2 separate regions of the Sus scrofa genome follow, and region 2 is linked to region 1. A link is a contact called in public HiChIP or PLAC-seq data. All regions are on one chromosome and are shown on one strand. Each heading gives the region's core, a stretch centred on a gene start, on an enhancer-like site or on the middle of the called end of the contact. The rest is flanking DNA. Distances are from core to core; before and after follow the strand shown.

Evidence for each region. HiChIP or PLAC-seq counts read pairs in DNA pulled down with a chosen protein or histone mark.
Region 2: an H3K27ac HiChIP or PLAC-seq map of alveolar macrophages shows a contact between it and region 1. The contact joins the promoter of KLF16 here to the promoter of CSNK1G2 in region 1. A contact is called at or near these places in 1 of 5 promoter capture datasets (liver), 14 of 47 Hi-C or Micro-C datasets (alveolar macrophages, blood, embryonic fibroblasts and 8 more) and 2 of 2 datasets of contacts at active chromatin or transcription factors (alveolar macrophages and skeletal muscle).

The regions. Positions count from the first base shown.
Region 1 is chr2:76,607,246-76,611,640 of Sscrofa11.1, forward strand. CSNK1G2 (casein kinase I) reads right to left here and starts at 2,386. Exons shown (of 12, transcript XM_021084209.1): 1 at 2,096-2,386.
Region 2 is chr2:76,677,955-76,682,251 of Sscrofa11.1, forward strand. It overlaps KLF16 (Kruppel-like factor 16), which reads left to right and starts at 2,265. Exons shown (of 2, transcript NM_001164009.1): 1 at 2,265-2,727. The coding sequence starts at 2,265. It overlaps LOC110259663 (basic proline-rich protein-like), which reads right to left and starts at 2,266. Exons shown (of 2, transcript XM_021085146.1): 1 at 2,179-2,266; 2 at 1,382-2,040. The coding sequence starts at 2,266. The coding sequence ends at 1,382.

The DNA of each region.
Region 1 (4,395 bases), core at 1,136-3,635:
TTGCAATGACTGGGCCCACCCTAAGCACTTGCTCAGACCCACCAGTAAATCCTCAAGGACACAGGTGGCCCTGCAGCTGTCCTGAATGCCTCGGCTGGCTGGCTGGCTTCCCCAGAGCTGGGATGAGAAGATAGCTTTCAGTTTAAAAAAAACAAAAACAAAAACAAAACCTCACCTACTTCCTCTTGCAACCAAGAGATAATTACTACGTAGTGAAAAGGAGGAGGTTCAGAGTAGTCGGTGTGCAAAGAGGTCTACTGTCACAGCTCAGAGCCAGGTACTGAGACACCCATTCCCAGCCTGCTTCAGGGAAATCAAAGAAACCCAGAAGACCTGAGAGTCACCTGCACACAGAAATGTCAGATGCGTACCTGACCACTACTGTGTGGATGAGGGTCCATCAGCTCCTTCAGATCTTCTTCCCTCCAATGCCAAATGCAGTGGACACAACTGACCCCCTAGCCCAGGAGCCAGTTGCCCCCATCCCCGGCAGCAGGAGACTCAACCTACACCCACCACTTCCATGCGGCCTCCTTAATTCCGTTCTCTGGAGGCAGGGCCACAGACATCACTGCAGGGGCGGAAATGAACATCTGGGGCCCTGATGTGTGCACCTGTGGGTGCTGTCCTCAGCCCCCACCCATCCACCCATCCACATGCCTGCAGAGCCCAGAGCAGGCCACAATTTGGTGAAGAGACAACATAGAAAAACAAGCTCCTGATGACAACCACAAACTTCCCCCTTTCAAACCTGCAGTCCAGATCAGTCTGTTCTCAGGGGCTGCCTCCAGCCCCAGCAAGCACCCCCTTCACTATCAGATCAATCCTCCTACAGTCAGTTCTGCCCCCCAGATCAGAGCCCCTATACTTTCCCACTCATCTCTCACGCCCAGAGCTACAGAAGTCTCTGGAGGCTGGGAAATGCCAACTGAGCTTATCTGTGTCCCGAGAAGGCAGAGAGGGCCCCTGAGGCCCCACAGAATGAATATGTGGACACCTCAGAGTCCCAGACACTGACCAAGCTTAGGTCTCCCGGTGGAGGGGGCAGGGGAGAACATACTGGACTCCACCTACGTGCACAGAACCCTCCAGGCTGTTTCCTGCAAACAATGCCATCCGGAGGCCAAGGGAATAACCCAGCTGCCCAAAGCCTACCCAGGATGATGCCCCAGACGTCACAGCAGGGCTTTCTCTAAGGCCCCCAGCCCTGAACGTGAAAGTGTCCCCTGAGAAAACTGGGGCAGAGAAGACAGGGGAAGTGCTGTCCCTGGCAGGGCACAGACGCTACACCCCCCCCCCATCTGAAGTGTTTCCGGAAAACAAAGCCGGTGGCGAGGGCGGAAGGGGGAGGCGCAGCCAGGCGAGAGCCAGGAGTTCCTGAGCAGCCCAAAACAGATCCTCCAGACCAGACCCCTCTTGCTGCTCCTCCCCTCTGCCCCCAGCCCCCGGCTCACCCCCAAATCCTGCAGAGCCACAAAGGGGCAAGTGTGCGGCAGCGTAGGCAGCAGCCATGGGCCCAGGAGAGAGAGCTGGAGGAATAGAAGGACATGGGAAGTGGACAGTGTGCTTGAGCACTAGGGAGCAGTGAAGAAGGGAGGAGGGGTGGGACTGAGGGAGAGTGGAGGACAACAAAGTCTGGAGCGAGGGAACAGTGAGGTCTGGAATACTGAGGTCTGGAATGAAGAATACTGAGGTCTGGAATGAAGAATCAGTAAGGAGCTGTGAGGTCTGTAGTGTGCGGATGAGTGGGAACGAGAGGTTGCAGGGCCTGATTTTGGGGGTCACTGGCAAGGTCTGGAGTACAGGGGAGAAGGGTTGGAGTCCAGAGTGTGGGGGCTAGTGGGCCATAGGGGCAGTGGGGTCGCAGTTTAGGGGTCAGTGGGAGAGCAAAGTCGGGAATGCACAGTTCCACAAGAGCAGAGTTAGGATTCTGGGGGCCCCTGGGGTGCGGGAATGCCGGGGGACCGGGGGTCTGCGGGATGCGGGGGTCCGAAGCGCGGGGTGTACGGGCGGCGGGATCCAAGGATCCGTGGGGGTGGGGCCGCAGGACCGGGGCGCGTGGCCGCACCGCCGGCGAGGGCGCGCGCGTCGTTACCTGACGGCCTCCGCCGTGGCTGTGGCTGTGGCTGTGGCCGTGGCCCCGCGGCCGGGCGGCCGGGCTGGGCGGCCCGGGCTCCCTCAGCAGCGCGGCGCGGGCCCCCGCTCCGGACCTTGTTCGCGCTCCGGCTCTGGCGCCCGCTTGGGCCCCCGCTCCCGCGCCGTCGGCGCCGGCCTCCGCATGTTGGGCGCGGGCCGTCCCCGCCGCGCGGGCGCCCGGCTCGCCCCGGTCTCACAGCGTCGCCCGCGGCCCGCGCTTACGCCGCCAGCGTCGCGGGGGAGGGCCTGGCGCCCACTGCGCAGCCGCCGGAGGCCGTAGGGCGCGCGCGTGACGTCACAGCGCGAGGCGGGACCCGGCGGCGCGCCCGCCGCTTTGCGGCAGCGGGCGACACTGCGCGACGGCCGCCACGCTTTGCGGCTGCTCCAGGGTGGCTGGGCCGCAGCCGGGGGGACCGCCGGAGGTGCGCGGCTGGGAGGGCGCGCACGGACGGGGAAGGAGCGGTCCCCAGTCAACCCTTCTGGGGGGCGGGGCTCTGGCCCGCGGTCTTGGCCCGCCCCCGCCGTTGCCATGGAGACGCGTGGCTGGTCACTGAGACACCGCCCCACCGCGCTTCTGTGGCGTCAAGGTCTCGCCACTTGACGTCACGGTCGGGCGGTGCCGCGGGCGTGGTCAGCGCGTGGATAAGCCAACTTCCGGGGAGTCCTGCGGCAGACTTGCTGGTTGGGGTGGGGAGAGCTGTGTAGAGTGATAGGCTAGCGACGGGGCGGTGCTTCTCCGAGCCAGAAGGAGCTGTGACATAATCGAGGAGCCAAGGAGGGTGTCACTCAAGGCACTGGTCCAACTGGACCTTCCGCCTGGGCCTGCCGCCTGAGCACAGGCCCTAGCAAGCAGCTGACGCTCAACAAGTGCAGTGTAGAGTACTTGCTCATATACTGTCAGTCCATCCTGGACCTAGAAAAAGCTTGGGTAGGGGGAGCTTGGCAAGAACCCCGCAGTGAGGCCCAGCATCACCCAGGACAGGGCCTACCCGCGTGGCCCGCGTGCCTCCTGCGGGGCATTTTTAGTGTTGAGGGAAACTCATCCATTCACGTCTTTATTAAATGCCTGCCAGCTGTTCTGAAAATAGAATGGTGAGCTAAACTCTTGGCACGGTTTCCCAGCGAGTTCTCAGTCCTGAGCGAGGGGATGGACAGGACAGTGAATAAATGGACATGACCGTTTCAGATGGTGTTATAAGCTTGCTTGGAGCAGAGTGACCAAGGGCCAGACCCTAAAGGCTAAAAGCTAGATTTGGCAGATGGAAGATTGCATGGTCTCTGATTTTTGTCCTGCTGTCCAGCAGACAAATTTGGGGAAGGAGAATTAAAGTAGAAGGAGATGGCAGAATGGCAACAGTTTAGGGCTTCTTCTGACCCAGTTCTCCTCTTTCAGCTCCACTTGCAATGTCACTACCTCCAGGAAGCCCAAGCTTCTTCCCCCATTGTCCTTTCTCGGTACAAGCTGACCCCTTCCAACCTGAGCCTTAACATAAAGGAGTGTGTTTGTTTCAAGTCACCCTCCTCCACCAGCCATACCAAACCAGAGACCACATCTGTTTTGCTCATTGCTGGGTCTGTAGGCACACACAGCAGGCACTCAGTCTGTGTGGTCACGGTGTGTGGTGAATAAATGAATGAAACAACTCCACAATCCTCCCAGATTCTGGAGAACTCCAGGTTTTACTTCCTCAGACTTCCCTGGTCCAACTCTCCTCTTCTATCCAGTTTTTTTTTTTTTTTTAAATCCTGCCATTTCTTGGGCTGCTTTTGTGGCATATGGAGGTTCCCAGGCTAGGGGTCGAATCAGAACCGTAGCCGCTGACCTGTACCACAGCCACAGCAAAGCAGGATCCAAGTCGTGTCTGCAACCTACACCACAGCTCACAGCCCACAGCAACAGTGATCTTTAACCCACTGAGCAAGGCCAGGGATTGAACCCGAAACCTCATAGTTCCTAGTCGGATTCATTAACCATGGAACTCCTCTATACACTCTTTGAGATTTTTCTTGATTTTTGAGGAAGGCCTGTATTGATATGAACTCCCCGCCAAGAACTGCTTTTGCTACATCTTGTAGATTTTGTATGGTTGTGTCTTCTTTTTTTTTTTTGTTTTTGTTTTTTAGGGCCAAAGGTGTGGCACATGGAAGTTCCCAGGCTAGGGGTCCAATCAGAGCTACAGCTGCTGGCCTATGCCACAGCCACAGCAACGCAGGATCTGAGCCATGTCTGCAACCTATCCCTACAGCTCATGGCAACAT
Region 2 (4,297 bases), core at 1,015-3,514, 71 kb after region 1:
AGAAACACCATGGGCAGAGTGTGGGCCCCCAAATAAAAGTCATGGGTCCAAGACCCTGTGTTTCTCTGGGAGTGGGTGCCCACCAGGGGCTCTAGGAGGTTTTGTCTGGGTCCCATGGTCCTGATCTCTTCTTTGCCATGGCTCTCCCTATTGTGATTGCTTACTTGACCTTCAGACCCCAGGTAGAGCCCTTTCTGGGATGTCGCCCCTATCTCCTTCATTTGTCAGCTCTGTGACCTTCCACCTGTGACATCATTGTACTCTAGACTGTGAGCCCCCAGAGGGTAAGGCCACAAAGGTATCTTGCTCTGGGTCCAATAAACATCAGTGGAAGGAACCAACAAAGGGTCCTGGCCTCTTTTCTTGCCCTGCTTCTTCCCACGTGCTGGGGTAGGCTGGGAGGCAGGGAGGGGGACCTGCAAAGCCCTTCCTGACTTGTGGGAGACCAGACCTAAGGAGTGGGAAAGACCAGTGGCTGGTGCTCTGAGGCCCCAGACAGCTGGTGAGATGGTGGAGGGTGGGGGCTTGCCCAGGTGGTCTACCCTCTAGGCTTCAAAGGCACAGGAGGCCCAGGCCAGTAGGAATGCTGACCACAAGTGCCCCCCAGTGCTCACCTGGATAGTGGTCCTTTGGAGTGGACTCAGCTCCAAACGATGGTGTTGCATGTACTGTCTGCAGCCTGAAATCGGTACTTCAGTGCTCCTCCTCCCTGTCCAGCCTTGTGCAAGGGCAAGTGCCCAAAAGGAGCTGGCACAAGCTGGCACCACCAAGGGTGGTCAGGCCTAGACCAGGAGTACCCATGGGACAGTGACCAGCCTGGTAACGAGGAGCTGAAATGAGGCCATGTCGGGCTAGTGTGCGGGTTGGTGTGGCGGGGAGGGGTTTGCAGGTGGGGTGGGTGAGTATAAAGTCCTGTTCACATTAACCCAGGGAGGGTTAGTGAGCCGACTGGAACCCGTGCAGGAAGGCCCCCTGGAGGTCGCTCCGGTCACTGCACAGCCCCCGTGGCCCGCCTAGGAAGGGGCAGGGGCGTGGTCACACTGGAGGGGGCCACCCCATCGCCCCATTTCCACGCGCCTGCCGACTCAGGCCTGCGGCTCAGGCGGACCCCGAGCATCTGCGTTCCAAATTAAACAATTTGGGCTGGACGTCCTCGGAAGCTTGGCGAGGCCCCACTTTCCCCATCCCGGGCACCGGGAAGCGACGTTCCTATGTCCCAGCAAGGATGGGATACTCTGCCCCATCAAAGCACCGAGCCCCGCCCTTTGTGACCCCAGCCCTCCTCACCTAGTGACTCTCGAATGGGGCGCAAAAAGAGGAAAGAGCGCAGGCTCGCTCGACTCAGCCAGGCCGGGAGTGGCCACCCCCCCCCCACCCCCGTCTAGCTTCGGATCCCAGGGAATGGCGAGTGGGACCCCGGACAAAAGGGTGCGACGGGACACAGGCGAGCGCGGTCTAGCAGGGCCAAAGGCCCGGGAGGACGTGAGGGGGGAGGGTCGCGCACGTGGCCAGGGGGCGGGGCTGGCCGCTTCCGCACCCCCACCGGGCCACGTGGGGAGCGGAGCCCTTCCCCATCGCGACCTGGGGCGCGCCCGGGCAGGGGTGGAAGAGCCCGGGGAAGGGGAGGGCTCCCGCCGGCCGCGCGCACCAGCGGGGGTGGGCGAGCCCGCGAGGAGGCGGGGCGCGCGCCGAGCAGGGATGGGCGCGCCCGTCCGAGGAGGGAGGGGCGTGCCGGGATGGGGCGGGGCGCGCTCCGGGGGTGGGACCGTACCGGGGACGGGGCGGAGCCTCCTGGCGTGAGGAACTGGTGCTGCGGGTAGCGGACCGGGAGGCGGGCGGCCGCGCCCGTGTGGAAGGCACCTCCCGTATAGAAGGCGCTCTCGGGAAAGGGGGAGGGGGCGTGCTCCGGGGCTCGAGTGGGCGCGCCGAGGGGGCGGCTCCTTCGCCCAGGGCCCCGCCCCCCGGCGGCCTCGCGCGGCGGGTAGAGTGGTGGAGGGCGCGCCGGGCGGGGGGCGTGGCCGCGCGCCCCGAGGGGGCGTCCTCCGGGCGGGGCGGGCCGCGGCCACCCCCGCGGGCTCCGGTGCGTCAGGGCGCGTCAGGCGGGGCGGGGCGGGCCGAGCGCGGGCGGCGGCGGCGGCGGCGCGCGCCGGCCTCCTCCTCCTCCTCCGCCTCCCGCACTCGAGCAGCCGCTGCCGGCCGGACGGGCGCTGCTCCCGCCGCCTCCGCTCCGCCTGCTCGGCCGCGCCGCGCGCCCTTCGCCTGGCATGTCGGCAGCCGTGGCGTGCGTGGATTACTTCGCCGCCGACGTGCTCATGGCTATCTCCTCGGGCGCCGTGGTGCACCGCGGTCGGCCGGGCCCCGAGGGCGCGGGCTCGGCCACCGGCCTAGATGTGCGCGCGCCGCGCCGCGAGGCCGCCCCACCCGGGCCCCCGGGACCGCCGCCGCCGGTCCCCGTCGTCCCGGGCCCAGGCCCCGGCGCCGCCGCCGCCGCCGCCGCACCCCACCTGCTGGCCGCCAGCATCCTGGCCGACCTGCGCGGCGGGCCCGGCGCCGCTGCGGGGGGCGCATCGCCGGCCTCGTCTTCTTCGGCCGCCTCGTCCCCGTCCTCTGGCCGCGCCCCCGGCGCCGCGCCCGCCGCGGCCAAGAGCCACCGCTGTCCTTTCCCGGGCTGCGCCAAGGCGTACTACAAATCCTCCCACCTCAAGTCGCACCTGCGGACGCACACAGGTGAGCCCGGCCGCGCGCTCGGTCCGCGCGGGGGCGGCCTCCAGTGCCCCCTCCCCCGCTGGGACCCCGAAACTGCGTGGCGCGTCGGGGGCGGGGAGGGGGGCGCGCCCGTGCTGCCGCCGCGCCGGCCGGGAGGGCGGGGCCTCAGTGGGTGGGGCGCGCGCGGGGGGCGTGGCGGCCACGCGGTCGGGCAGGCAGTGAGCGGATGGCGGGCGCGGAGGCAGGAGCTGGGGAGGGGCGCGGCGCGTGTGGCGGCGGGGTCTGCTGGTGGATCGGGCCTCTCGGGCCCCTTCGTTTTCGGCTTCATTTCTCTTTTCTTTTCTTTTGGTTTCGAATTTGAGTGTTGGGCACCATGGTAGGAACGTCCAGCTGTGAGGTTATTTTTCCTTCCCATGCCTCGATTTTCTTATCTGTAGAAAAGCAGGAGGAGTCGCGGCGCTGCCTCCGGGGTAGCCGCGAGGATTCACGCCAGAGGGCGGCTGAGCGCCTGGTGCGGGGCCAGGTTAAGGGGGTGCCGCGTACGTTTCCTTTTCCTTTTCCTGTTTTAATAGGCGGAAGGTGGGCTGGAAATGCGGGTTAGGGCCTGAGTCTGCGGAGGAGGGAGATCCCTGAGGGTGTCACGTCCTCACCGCATTTCCCCCCACCTGCTGAAGGAGCCGGTAGGGGGTGGATTTGGCGACACTGTCATGTCTCAGCTCACCCGGGTGTAGGGATTGGGCCTCTGGGGGAAACTGGAGGCAGGAGGCTCTGGCCTCCTTTTCCTCCTGTGGATCCTCCCCCAGTGTCCCCCATGGAGTCTCATCCTCAGCATTTTCTCCTGTGCTGGGAGGCAGGGGATGGTGGGCCTTGGTCGGCAGCCAGAGTTTGAGCATTGGCGGTCTTCCTTTGGTTGGGAAGGTCAGGGGCGACTGGGTGGGCGTGCACTTGGATTTAGGGCTCTGTCAGTTGATAGCACACGATCTAGTCCTTGCGGGTGTGTTTTCTGTCTGTATGAAAGGCTTTGTCGCCGCTTTTCCCTGAGGGATCCTTATGGGGGTCACGTTAGGCAGCAGCGTGTGTCCGCGCGGCTCGGTGGACCTGCTCCCATTGTAGGAACACGCGGAGGAGGTGGGGGTAAGCAGGGTTGGTCCCAGCAGTGTGGTGGAAACAGGGATGCCATGACACTTGAATGTCGCTGATATCTCCAGTTCCCTGGTTTGGTTGTTTTTGTTTTTTTATGTTGTCGGACTTCCTGGGTCTGGTGAAAGAGGGTGGCCAGTGCACCTCACATTATGGCTCCTGAGGGACATTTCCCCAGCTTTTCCTGGGGTCCTCAGAAGCCCCCTAGGCCCTCAGCCAGTGTTGGCCGCCCCCCCCTTAGCCCATGGGGAAGGAAAGACTCCTAGTCAAAGATCTGGATCTCAGCATTGCTGTTCCTGTTTTTAATGAGAAACCGAGGCCCTGGGGTCAGTCGGGGTGTCCCAGTGATGGGGGGCAGGGTGCCAGCCCTTGTGCCTTGGCCCCTGAGGGACCTGTGCTTGCAGATGTGCTGTCGCGAAGCCCCCTTGATAAAAAAGACGTTTCTGGGAGT